2 separate regions of the Mus musculus genome follow, and region 1 is linked to region 2. Evidence: chromatin contacts called from public HiChIP or PLAC-seq data. All regions are on one chromosome and are shown on one strand. The core of a region is the stretch at or near the end of the contact, and the rest is flanking DNA. Distances in the headings are between cores, read along the strand shown.

Region 1 (5,451 bases), core at 1,900-4,399, 220 kb after region 2:
TCCAGCTTCCTGGCCTCAGCATTCCCTATACTGGAGCATAGAACCTTCACAGGACCTAGGGCCTTTCCTCCCATTGATGACCTACTGACTAGGCCATCCTCTGCTACATATGCAGCTAGAGCCACAAGTCCCTCCCACTGTTTTCTTTGATTGGTGGTTTAGTCCCAGGGAGCTCTGGGGGGTACTGGCTAGTTCATATTGTTGTTCCTCCTAGGGGACTGCAAACCCCTTCAGCAACTTGGATACTTTCTGTAGCTTCTTCATTGGGGACCCTGTGCTGCATCCAATGGATGACTGTGAGCATCCACTTCTGTATTAGTCAGGCACTGGCAGAGCCCCTCAGAAGACAGCTATATCAGTCTCCTGTCAGCAAGCTCTTGTTGGCATCTGCAATAATGTCTGGGTTTGGTGGGTTTTTTTATGGGATGGATCTCCAGGTGGGGCAGTTTCTGGATGGTCATTCCTTCAGTCTCTGCTCCGAACTTTGTCTCTGTAATTCCTTCCATGGGTATTTTGTTCCCCCTTCTAAGAAGGATCGAAGTATCCACACTTTGGTCTTCCTTCTTGAGTTTCATGTGTTTTGCAAATTGTATCTTGGGTATTCTGAGCTTCTGGGCTAATATCCACTTATCAGTGAGTGCATATCATGTGTGTTCTTTTGTTATTGAGTTACCTTACTCAGGATGATATCCTCCAGATCCATCCATTTGTCTAAGAATTTTATAAATTCATTGTTTTTTTATTGCTGAGTAGTAATCCACAGTGTAAATATATCACATCTTCTGTATCCATTCCTCTGTTGAGGGACATCTGGGTTTTTTCCAGCTTCTGGCTATTATAAATAAGGATGCTATGAACATAGTGGAGCATGTGTCCTTATTACCAGTTGGAACATCTTCTGGGTATATGCTCACGAGAGGATATTCTTGGATCATCCAGTAGTACTATGTCCTATTTTCTGAGGAACCGCCAAACTGATTTCCAGAGTGGTTGTACCAGCTTGCAATCCCACCAACAATGGAGGAGTGTTCCTCTTTCTCCACATCCTCGACAACAACTGCTGTCATCTGAGTTTTTTACCTTAGCCATTCTGACTGGTGTGAGGTAGAATCTCAGGGTTGTTTTGATTTGCATTTCCCTGATGATTAAGGATGTTGAACATTTTTTAGATGTGTGTGCCTCAGCCATTCGATATTCCTCAATTGAGAATTCTTTGTTTAGCTCTGTACCCCATTTTTAAATAGGGTTATTTGGTTTCTGGAGTCCAACTTCTTGAGTTCTTTATATATATTCGATATTAGCTCCCTATCAGATTTAGAATTGGTAAAGACCTTCTCCCAATCTGTCCAAGGCAACTCTTACAAAAACAATATTTAGTTGGGGCCAGATTACAGGTTCAGAGATTTGAGTCCAGTATCATCAAGGTGAGAGCAGGACAGCATCTAGGCAGGCATGGTGCAGGAGGAGCTGAGAGTTCTACATCTTCATCTGAAGGCTGCTAATAGAAGACTGACTTCCAGGAAGCCAGGAGGAGGGTGTTAAACCCACACCCACAGTGACACACCTACCCCACAGGGTCACACCTTCTAAGAGTGTAACTCTCTTAGCTAAGCGTACACAAACCATCACGGAGGGGTTAAAAACTGTTGGTAAATAATAAAATCAATTTCCAAAAGAGAAGGAAATACAAGGTTCTTTCCAGCTTCTTACTATTATAAATAAGACGGCTATGAACATAGTGGAGCATGGTTCCAAGAGCTCAAAAAAAAAAAAAAATGGTCCAGAAAAATTTCGTCTTCTGTATCATACAAGGTCGCATCATTGTAAAATTTATGGTCTGTTTGTCCTGAGACAGTGGAGGTCGGGTAGGAAGCGTGAGAATTAGCTTGGTGTCACTGCATCCGCAGCAATGGGGGCTGGCATTGACTCCCCGTTAGGGGAAACATTGTTTTGAACACACTATTCAGTACCTGGCCCAACTCTCAGTGAAATACTACATGAGAAGAATGACATGAGGTCACGCATGAGAACAGCAGGAGCCTCCCCTGCAGCCACTCAGCCACTTCAGAACGCACTTCCTGTAAAAGCCACTGGTTACGCAGGAGAAAATCCTCCAGGGATAGAGGAAAACAGGGAGGTGGCCCAGTAAGCTCATTTATTTAAACCTGGGATGATAGTCTCCTCGATGCTCAGGAGGTAACAAGTCAGAATTAAAACAATAAATCAGAGAGTTCTGAGAATGGGTCTTTCAGAAGTAAATTCACATTAGTAGTCAGAGTAAGCCACTGGGTGTTCTATATAATATGAATTTATATGCTTCTTTTGTCCACAAAGGGGAAAAAAAGGACAAACAAACCCTTTACAGAGAAAGAATTTAGAAGAAGTACCAACCTAAAATATAATGTTTTCAAGCAATTGTTGAGCATATGAGAAAGGAGAAGCTGGCTATCACGACAAGGACATTTTCTTTCTGTCATTCCATTTTGGACATATGACTACAATTCCTTCCAACTGCAGGTTGGTGTGATGCATAAATTAAACTTACCTGACTCATAACATTGTAAGCACTTTTATTGGTGGCCCATTCTTATTATAAAGCAAGATAATACAGGAAATGATGGGAGGGGTAAGATGGTGGTTGAGTAAGAGCCTCCAATGATCACCTCTCCCAGAGAAGAGCCCGTTTGAACAGTGTGAATAACACCCCAAACTACCTTCACAAATGCTAAGGAAGTCCGGTGAGAGACTACAGTGCCTGGTTGTGGTATAATTTACAAAGAGGTAAAGGGTAGGGAGACAGAAGGGAAGAGTTGCCTCTTAACCCCTAACTAAGCAACCCAGCATGGTGATACTTCCTCAGTACTTAAGGCAGAAATTACATCCAGGGCTTCAACGTGCCAGAAAGAGTCTCACAAACCCTGTGATAGCGGGGCAGCTAACTTTTTCAAACACCCTTCTAATAATCTCTGTCAGCAGAAGGGGAAGCCGCTCAAGAAAGCCAGCACTATATGGGTCTTCATGGAGTAGGAGCTCACGATGTGGCGAAGTTCTGCAGCCTTACTGACCACACCCACGGCACAGGAACCATGGCCAGTGCCTTCAGTGTGAGTCTCCCAGAGCCAGGCTGACTCTTCAGCTAAGCACGGGTCACGGACTATGGATGAGCTCTCTGGGCATGCGCTGATTCCAAGGCGAGGCTAGTGAGAGCAAATGATCAGTTCTAGGTTCTTCTGTTTTGAAGACTTGGGATATGCCTGAGCTTAAGTTAGCCTCTAATGCTGAAACACTGAAGTCAGACTTGAAGCAGAACTGGCCTGAGACTGCCATCTAATGTTGAAACAGAAACAACCACAGGATCAGATTCAACAAAGAGCCTGCTTGAAGTCCTGGAGAGCCAGGCATAAAAGAGTTAAGTTATAAAAGAACAACAAACAACAACAACAAAAACCCACTAATTCTTTGATACTGAAACAATGTTGCACACTAACAAGTGTCAAGCACTTTTAGGAAAACTTGATCCTACCTGTCAAAATAAGGACACTAAACTTCAACTCTATGGGAGACTTTCAAACTTAAGATAGCTATCTTTAGTTTTCAGAAAATTCAATAAACTTCAGGAAAACTGAAGAGATATGACTTAATATCACAACAGAGAAGTTAACAGAGAGACTGAAACTTTTCTTAAAAATCAAATAGAAATCCTTAAAGTAAAAACTACTCAGGACAGACTGAAAGCCTGACAGTGGAATATCACAGAGAAGAAAGATGCAGTGAGCCAAAACCAGGCTACTTGAAAATATACTGCTTGGGCTATTGGGATGGCTCAGTAGGAAAGGTGCTTGATACCAAGCCTAATGGCCTGAGGCCAAACCCTGGGACTGAGGCAGAGAAGAAGAGAACAGACTCCTGAGAGCTGCCTTCTGCCCGAGGAGCAAACCACAGCATGTGCACCAATACACATATACAACATACATACATACATACATACATACATGTAGATTTTTTAAAGAAAAAAAATATACAGGTGGAATGACTGGCCTCCAAAACTGTATGTCCTTTTAACTCATCTAGCAGTTCCCAGCAGGCACCCCTCCCCTGAGCTCCATATCCTGGCCAACAACCCCTGCAAAAGACTCCCATTCTACCTGAGACAATGCCAGTACTGAAAACCCCAGGAACCCCATGGACCTGGAACCACAGAGGCGACACAAGTATCTAAAACCCCAGAGGTCATACTGCCCACCAAAACCCCACTGGAGACACACTATTGGGCCTGAAGTTAACAGAAGAGTTAGCCAGAACTACAGGCCACTTAGGCCAGAAGACCAGAGAGAAAACAGAAAGCAGGGCGAAAACATCCAAAAAAAATCCACCCAACAAAGACAAAGTCAGAAATCAGCACATAAACCCATGACAACTCCAAACACAAACGACTAAAAGCCAGTGCAAGAACACAGTCAGCAGTGCCCAGGACAATAGGGCACCACCACAGCCCAGCTACCCTACTACAGCAAGCACGGGAGATTCCAACACAGCTGAAACTGAAAATGACCTTAAACCCAATCTTATGAAGATGAATGAGGCTCTTACGGAGGAAATGAACAAATCCCTTAAAAAATAATCCTGGAAAACACAAACAAACACTTGAAAAAAATGAATAAAACTGTTCAAGACCTGAAAATGGAAATAGAAACAATAAAGAAAACACAAACTGAGGGAATCCTGGAGATGGAAAATCTAGGTAAGTGAACAGAAGCTACACACTTAAGCGTCACCAACAAAATACAAGAGGTGGAAGAGAGAATCACAGTCATAGAAGATACAATAGAAGAAATTGATACACACGGTCAAAGAAGATGTTAAATCTAAAAAGTTTCTGACACAAAACATCTAGGAAGTCTGAGATTATGAAAAGACCAAATCTAAGGATAATACAAATGGAAGAAGGAAAAGATCCTCGCTCAGAAACCAGGAAAATATATTTAATAAAATTGCAGAGAAAACTTTTCCTAAACTAAAGAAGGAGAGGCCTATAAAGATACAAGAAGCTTACAGAACACCAAGTAGATTGAACCAGAAAAGAAAGTCCCCAGCCACATAATAATCAAAACACTAATAACATACAGAACAAAGAAAGAATATTAAAAGCTGTAAAGGAAAAAGACCAAGTACTATATAAAGGCAGATACATTAGAATTATAGCTGACTTCTCAACAGAGACTCTATAAGCCAGAAGGGCCTATACAGATGTCTTGCATACTCTAAGATACTACAGAGGCCAACCCAGACTACTATAGCCAGCAGAACTTTTAACTAATATAGACAAAACAAGATATTCCATAACAATGTCAAATTCAAACAGTATCTATTTACAAATCCAGGCCTACTGAAGGTACTAGAAGGAAAACGGAAATTATGTTATCTTTTATAAGCATAATGCTATAAAACTAG
Region 2 (5,512 bases), core at 1,249-3,748:
GAGAACAGCCATGGATGAATTCTTCACTGAAACGAAAGTTAGGATTAGCAATGGGCAAAACTCACGTTACTTTTCAGCTCTCTTTTTCTTTGGTACTCTTTAGTCACCATGTCTACAAGTTGGTTTATTATTTGTTCTGTTTACAAACAGCTGTGCTTCTTAAATTTTTAGGGTTACATCTTCCAACAAATAAGTTTCTCAGCCATTGTTGAAATACTCCCTTTCCTTTATTTTTTCTAATTATTCTTTTATAAAGCTTCATCACGGAGACTGAATATGTTAGTATAGTGCTTCCCTGACAAGCACAAAGCCTTGGGCTCAATCTCCAGCACTACATGAACAGAGTGTGGTAGCACACACCTATAACCCAAGCGTCTGGGAAGTAGAGACAGAATGACCAGAAGTTCAAGGTCACCCCCAGCTATGTAACGAGTTTGAGGCCAACCTGGGATCTCTGCAACAGCAATGATATTGCTGTTACACACAGCACATTAGATTGACATTGGCCTTCTCAATTTCTCCTCTCTTCCTCTAATGCTTATATTCACATTTATTTATTTTCCTGATATAACTTAAATTTAAATTTTATTTAAATTTAGATACTTTTTTCACTAATCTCTCAGTTCATGAATTCTGTTTTCATCTTCTAAAGTTATTATTATTGTATGTGGGTTCGCTGCCTGTGTGTGCCACAGCACGTGTGTGGAGGTCAGAGGAACACTGGGCACCAAATCAGGTTACTGGGTTTATGTAACAAGTGCGTTTGTCCACTAAGCCCTCTTGCCAGCCTCTCTCTTCTCTGGTTTATTGGCTTTCAAACTATCCATTGAATTTCATCGATACAAAACCATATATGTGTATGTTTAAATTCTGAAGTAGCATTTGTTTTCAAGTATTATAGAACCATAGTAAAGTAGAGAAAGTTTCCACATATTCATATTCCAGCTTCCCCAATGTGACCCTATAGTGACCCTATAATAATGCAGTGTTGGATAAAGATATTGATTGGTACCGTGCTGATATGGTACAGATTTCAAAGGGTTTGAATACATTCATATCATCAGTCTCTTTGTATATAGTTGTGATGGCATATATTAAAACTATAGGTTCATATAACGACCACCATAAGTATCATACAGAGTTGGCCCACCACTACAAAAGAACTCCTCCATGCTGCCCCTCACTGCCTCTTCATGCAGCTGTAATTGCCCTCCCTTCTCTTCTCTCCTAGTAACTACTTATCTCCCATCTTTCTCTAACTGGCTGCAGCTTTGAGAGATGAACATTAAAAACAAAACAAAACAAAACAACAATGCACAGCACCTGTGGCCCTCGGAGACTGATCCTTTCCCTTAGCACTGTGATTTAAAGCTCAGTCTGAGCCACGTGCATCTCAGCTTACCTGATTTCATCTCTAAGTAGTGTTGCTTGTATAACTAGAGGTTGTTTTGTCCTCCCATTGATGGACAGCTGTGATATGTCTGGGATTTGTGAGGTTGCACAGAGCCGCACAAACAGCGAGGCGACATTTCTGTATGGAAAAGGTGATCGTCATTGTGTCTTTTAATTTTCTAGACCCACAGCTGATTTATAGGATGGCTGTACCATTTTACACTGTCACCTGCATTATCCTAGAGATCTAGTGTCTCTGCATCCTTGTCAGCATTTAGCGTTGTCAGAGGATTTTATTTTGCATGTTAACCATTCTCTCAGGCATCTGATTGTTTCTCACATGGGTTTGAGCTGTATTTCTCTAAGAACCAGAGATACTGGTTCTCCTCAAGTGTTCCTTTGATATCTTTCTACTATTTCCTAACCAGGCTGTTTTCTTGCTGTTGGATTTAGGAAACTCTTTATATATTTTGGATACAAGTGGCCTGTGAGATATGTGGTATGCAGGTATTTTTTTCGGCTAGAGACTTTCAGCTTGTGCTTAGTTTTGATTTCTAAAAGTTCTACTACATTCCATTCCCAAACTCAGCCCTATCAATTCTTCAGAAACTCTCCCACTCTCCCCCTTAAGTCCCACTTAAAAGCCTTTCTTAAAAAATTAATTCACCTTTATTAATTATAGCATTTAAAGCTCTGAATATGCCCTCTGTGCCTGTTGTTGATTCTCCTTCCTTTGATGACTCCCTCCTGTGCTTTGTTATTTTCCAGTATCAATCTGCCTTTGTTGGAGTGTAATCTTAGAAACCCTGCAGAGCCTACCTGGGGAGGTGGCAATGGCATTCTGCAAGGGAAGTGTTGCATTTGCTCAGCTGGCAGCCGCAAACACCACATCTTGTGCTTTGACACCTACGGAAAATTTGCAGGATGCCACAGTCAAGAATTTATACACCAGAGGGTGTTGGGAATATCTTTAACGTGCCTCTGAAGATGAAGTTTTTTGTTCATTTGTTTTGAATTCTGCACTGCATCCTCTGCCTGAAACGTTGCGTTTCAGTTCTGATTTCCTGCCTCCAGGGCCTGACTTATCTGCTGTTTCCAGGCAGGCAGGGCTCTGCAGGCGGGGCTCTGCAGGCGGGGCTCTGCAGGCACGCCCCTTCCTGTGGCATCTCCAGCTCATTTCAGTCTCACTGGTTTTTATTTCTCCCGTTATTGTTACCGCCTGTGGGTTTTCTGAGCTCATCTCTTTGTCTAAAAAAAAAGTATGTCATTAAAAAGAATAACTGTATAAATACCTGTCTTAGTTTATCTAGCACTCCTCATATTTAGTACCAGAGGAGTTTTTAAATTATCTAGATGACTAGTTTGCCTAATAACTATTTGTAACAAAAGCTTACAAAACCACATACTAATTCCTATAGTTAGGCAGGGCCTGTTAATATGATGAATATGCAAGGCCTTGCTTGGCTAATATTATGACAGCTTGATGCAGGCTAAAATCATTTGAGAGAAAAGAACTTCAGTTGAGGAAATCCTTCCGTAAGTTTAGGCTATAGGCAAGCCTATAAGATAATTTCTTAGTGATGGATTTAAGTAGGGCCACCCTTGGCTGGTGGTCCCGGGTTCTGTAAGAAAGTAGGCTGAGCAAGCATGATGAACAAGCTAGTAAGCAGCAGCCCTCCATGGCCTCTGCATCAGTTCCTGCCTCCAGGATCCTGCCCTGTTTGAGTTCCTGTTCTGACTTCCTTTGATGATGGGCTACCACAAGGAAATATAAGCTAAATAAACCATCTTCTCCCCAGCTTTCTTTAAGTCATTGTGTTTAATCACAGCAATAGTTACCAGGATAATGGGGTATTGCTGGGACAGACCTGATCCTGTTTTTATTGAGAGGATTGTAGAAGGACTTCAGAAGTTTGGCCTAGAAAGTCATTGAGCGTTGATGGCTCAGTGGGCTATTCTATGGAAGCTTGAAGATAAGAATGTTTAGAGCAGTACAGATGATGGAGGTCTGGCTTGTGAACTTTCAGAGAGAAGTAAAATGCTTCATTTATTTTTGATCTTATAGAATCTCACAGTTGAAAGATTTTGAACTTTTAAAGAGATTTTTTTTTTGAATTTTTAAGAGACGTTACATTTTAAAAGAGATAATATTTTAAAGAGGCTGATTTTTTTTTCAGTGTTTAAATTGTTAAAGAATTTTAAGATTTGGGATTTTTATAGTGGGATGATAATATTAATGTGTGATCTTGGGAATGAACTGGAAAGAGTGATGTATTTGTGTGTGGAGCCAACCAAGAGTCAATTGTGTTGGTTAGTTTTATGTCACCTTGACACAGATAGAGTCTTCTGAGAGAAGGGAACCTCAGGTGAGGAAAGCTTCCATAGATGTGTCTTAAGGCAAGCCTGTAGGGCAGTTTCCATAGATATGGCTTAAGGCAAAGCCTGTAGGGCAGTTTCTTAATTAGTGACTGATGCCTGTGATGACTATTTTTGGTTGTCGACTTGACTACGTTTGGAACTAAAAGGCAAAAATAGAGGGAATAGGAGTGAGGAAGTTTTGCTTAATTTGAAGTAGGGAGATATCTGGGTCTTTGCGGTAGAAAGAAATACCTTTAATCCAGATTTTGAGGCAGGAAGACATATCTTTAATCCAGATATTTAATCCTGATCTAATGTACACATGCCTTCTACAGGAAGCCTAAATAAGGACATGGAAAAGGGAAGTTTTTGTTCTTTGCCTGCTTGCTCTCGCCTTGCTATCAAGTCCATTCCTTCAGTGGCATTAGAGCCTATTTCTCTGGGTTTCAGCACATACAGAAAACCAGCTGAGACAACATCCAGCCTTGTGAACTGAGCAACTACTGGATCCTTGTACTTTCCATTCTCAGCCAGCCATTGTGGCATTAGCTGAACTAATCCAACAATGCAACGTGTAAGTTGTCCTGTGTGTGTGTGTGTGTGGATAGATAGATAGATAGATAGATAGATAGATAGATAGACAGATAGACAGATATCCATTCTATAAATTCTATCACTCTAGAGAAACCTGACTAGTACAATGTGGGAGGTGCCCAGACCATTGTGGGTGGGGCCAGTGCTGGGCTGGTGGTCCTGGGTTCTGTAAGAGAGCAGGCAGAGCAAGCACTTCAAAGTAAGCCAGTGAGCAGCAACCTTCCATGACTTCTGCCACAGCTCCTGCCTCCAAGTTCCTGCCCTGTATGAGTTTCTGTCCTGATTTCCTTTGACTAGACTACATTGTAGAAGTGTAAACCAAAAAAAAATCCCTTTTGTCTCCAACTTGCTTTTGGTCATGGTGTTTAACCACAGCAACAGTCACCCTGACTAGGACAGTCACCACAGTCTCTTTCTAAGCCTAAATCACGTTCCACTTCTTTGCTCCAGTCTAATTTCTTAAATCATTCACATTTCTTGAGTCTTTTTACTATTTAAGTTATAGTCGCTACATATTCCTCTCAGCCATCCCTGGGCCTACGCTCCTCTTGGAAGAGAATCAAACCAGAGAAAAATGATAGAGAAAACATTTAACCATCTGAGGCAGTGGTTCTCAACCTTCCTAAAGTTGTGACCCTTTAATACAGTTCTTCATGCTGTGGTTTCCCCAGCCATTAAATTACTGTTGTAGCTACTTCATAACTGTAATTTTGCTACTGTTTCCACACTATTATCATAATGTAAATATTTGTAGTTTCTGATGGTATTAGGCAACCCCTGTGAAAGGGTTGTTTGACCCACAAAGGGATCAGGACCTACAGGCTAAGAACTGCTGATCTAAGGAGTACCCAGGAAACTGGAGTGAATGTTGAGATGGTTTGTGTATACTTGGGCCAGGGAATGGCACTATTGGGAGGTATGGCCTTGTTGGAGTAGGTGTGTCACTGTGGGTGTGGGCTTAAGACCCTCATCCTATCTGCCTGGAAGTCAGTCTTCAACTAGGATCCTTCAGATGAAAATGTAGAACTCTCATGTCTGCCTGCACCATGCCTGCCTAGATGCTGCCATGCTCCCACCTTGATGATAATGGACTGAACTCCTGAACCTGTAAGTCAGCCCCAAATGTATGTTGTCCTTTATAAGACTTGCCTTGGTCATGGTGTCTGTT

What was found. HiChIP or PLAC-seq counts read pairs in DNA pulled down with a chosen protein or histone mark.
Region 1: a contact with region 2 is called in a BATF HiChIP or PLAC-seq map of CD8 T cells, with 10 read pairs. The contact joins two enhancer-like sites. A contact is called at or near these places in 15 of 39 promoter capture datasets (the 3T3-L1 cell line, the C10 cell line, HPC-7-derived erythroid cells and 10 more), 1 of 15 datasets of contacts at CTCF or cohesin (CD8 T cells), 10 of 484 Hi-C or Micro-C datasets (3T3-L1-derived adipocytes, B cells, CD8 T cells and 7 more), 2 of 115 datasets of contacts at active chromatin or transcription factors (CD8 T cells and heart atrium) and 1 of 9 other capture datasets (embryonic stem cells).

What each region holds. Positions count from the first base shown.
Region 1 is chr4:11,680,424-11,685,874 of GRCm38.p6, reverse strand. No RefSeq gene overlaps it. Among named protein-coding and RNA genes, the nearest start is that of Gm35884, 7.0 kb to the right of the region's middle. Within about 2 kb of position 3,149, at least 33 of the 459 cell types and tissues checked have an H3K27ac peak or open chromatin away from gene starts, as enhancers often do. A contact at or near this core is called in CD8 T cells and effector CD8 T cells, where this site is marked.
Region 2 is chr4:11,897,172-11,902,683 of GRCm38.p6, reverse strand. No RefSeq gene overlaps it. Among named protein-coding and RNA genes, the nearest start is that of Pdp1, 67 kb to the left of the region's middle. Within about 2 kb of position 2,498, at least 96 of the 459 cell types and tissues checked have an H3K27ac peak or open chromatin away from gene starts, as enhancers often do. A contact at or near this core is called in CD8 T cells and effector CD8 T cells, where this site is marked.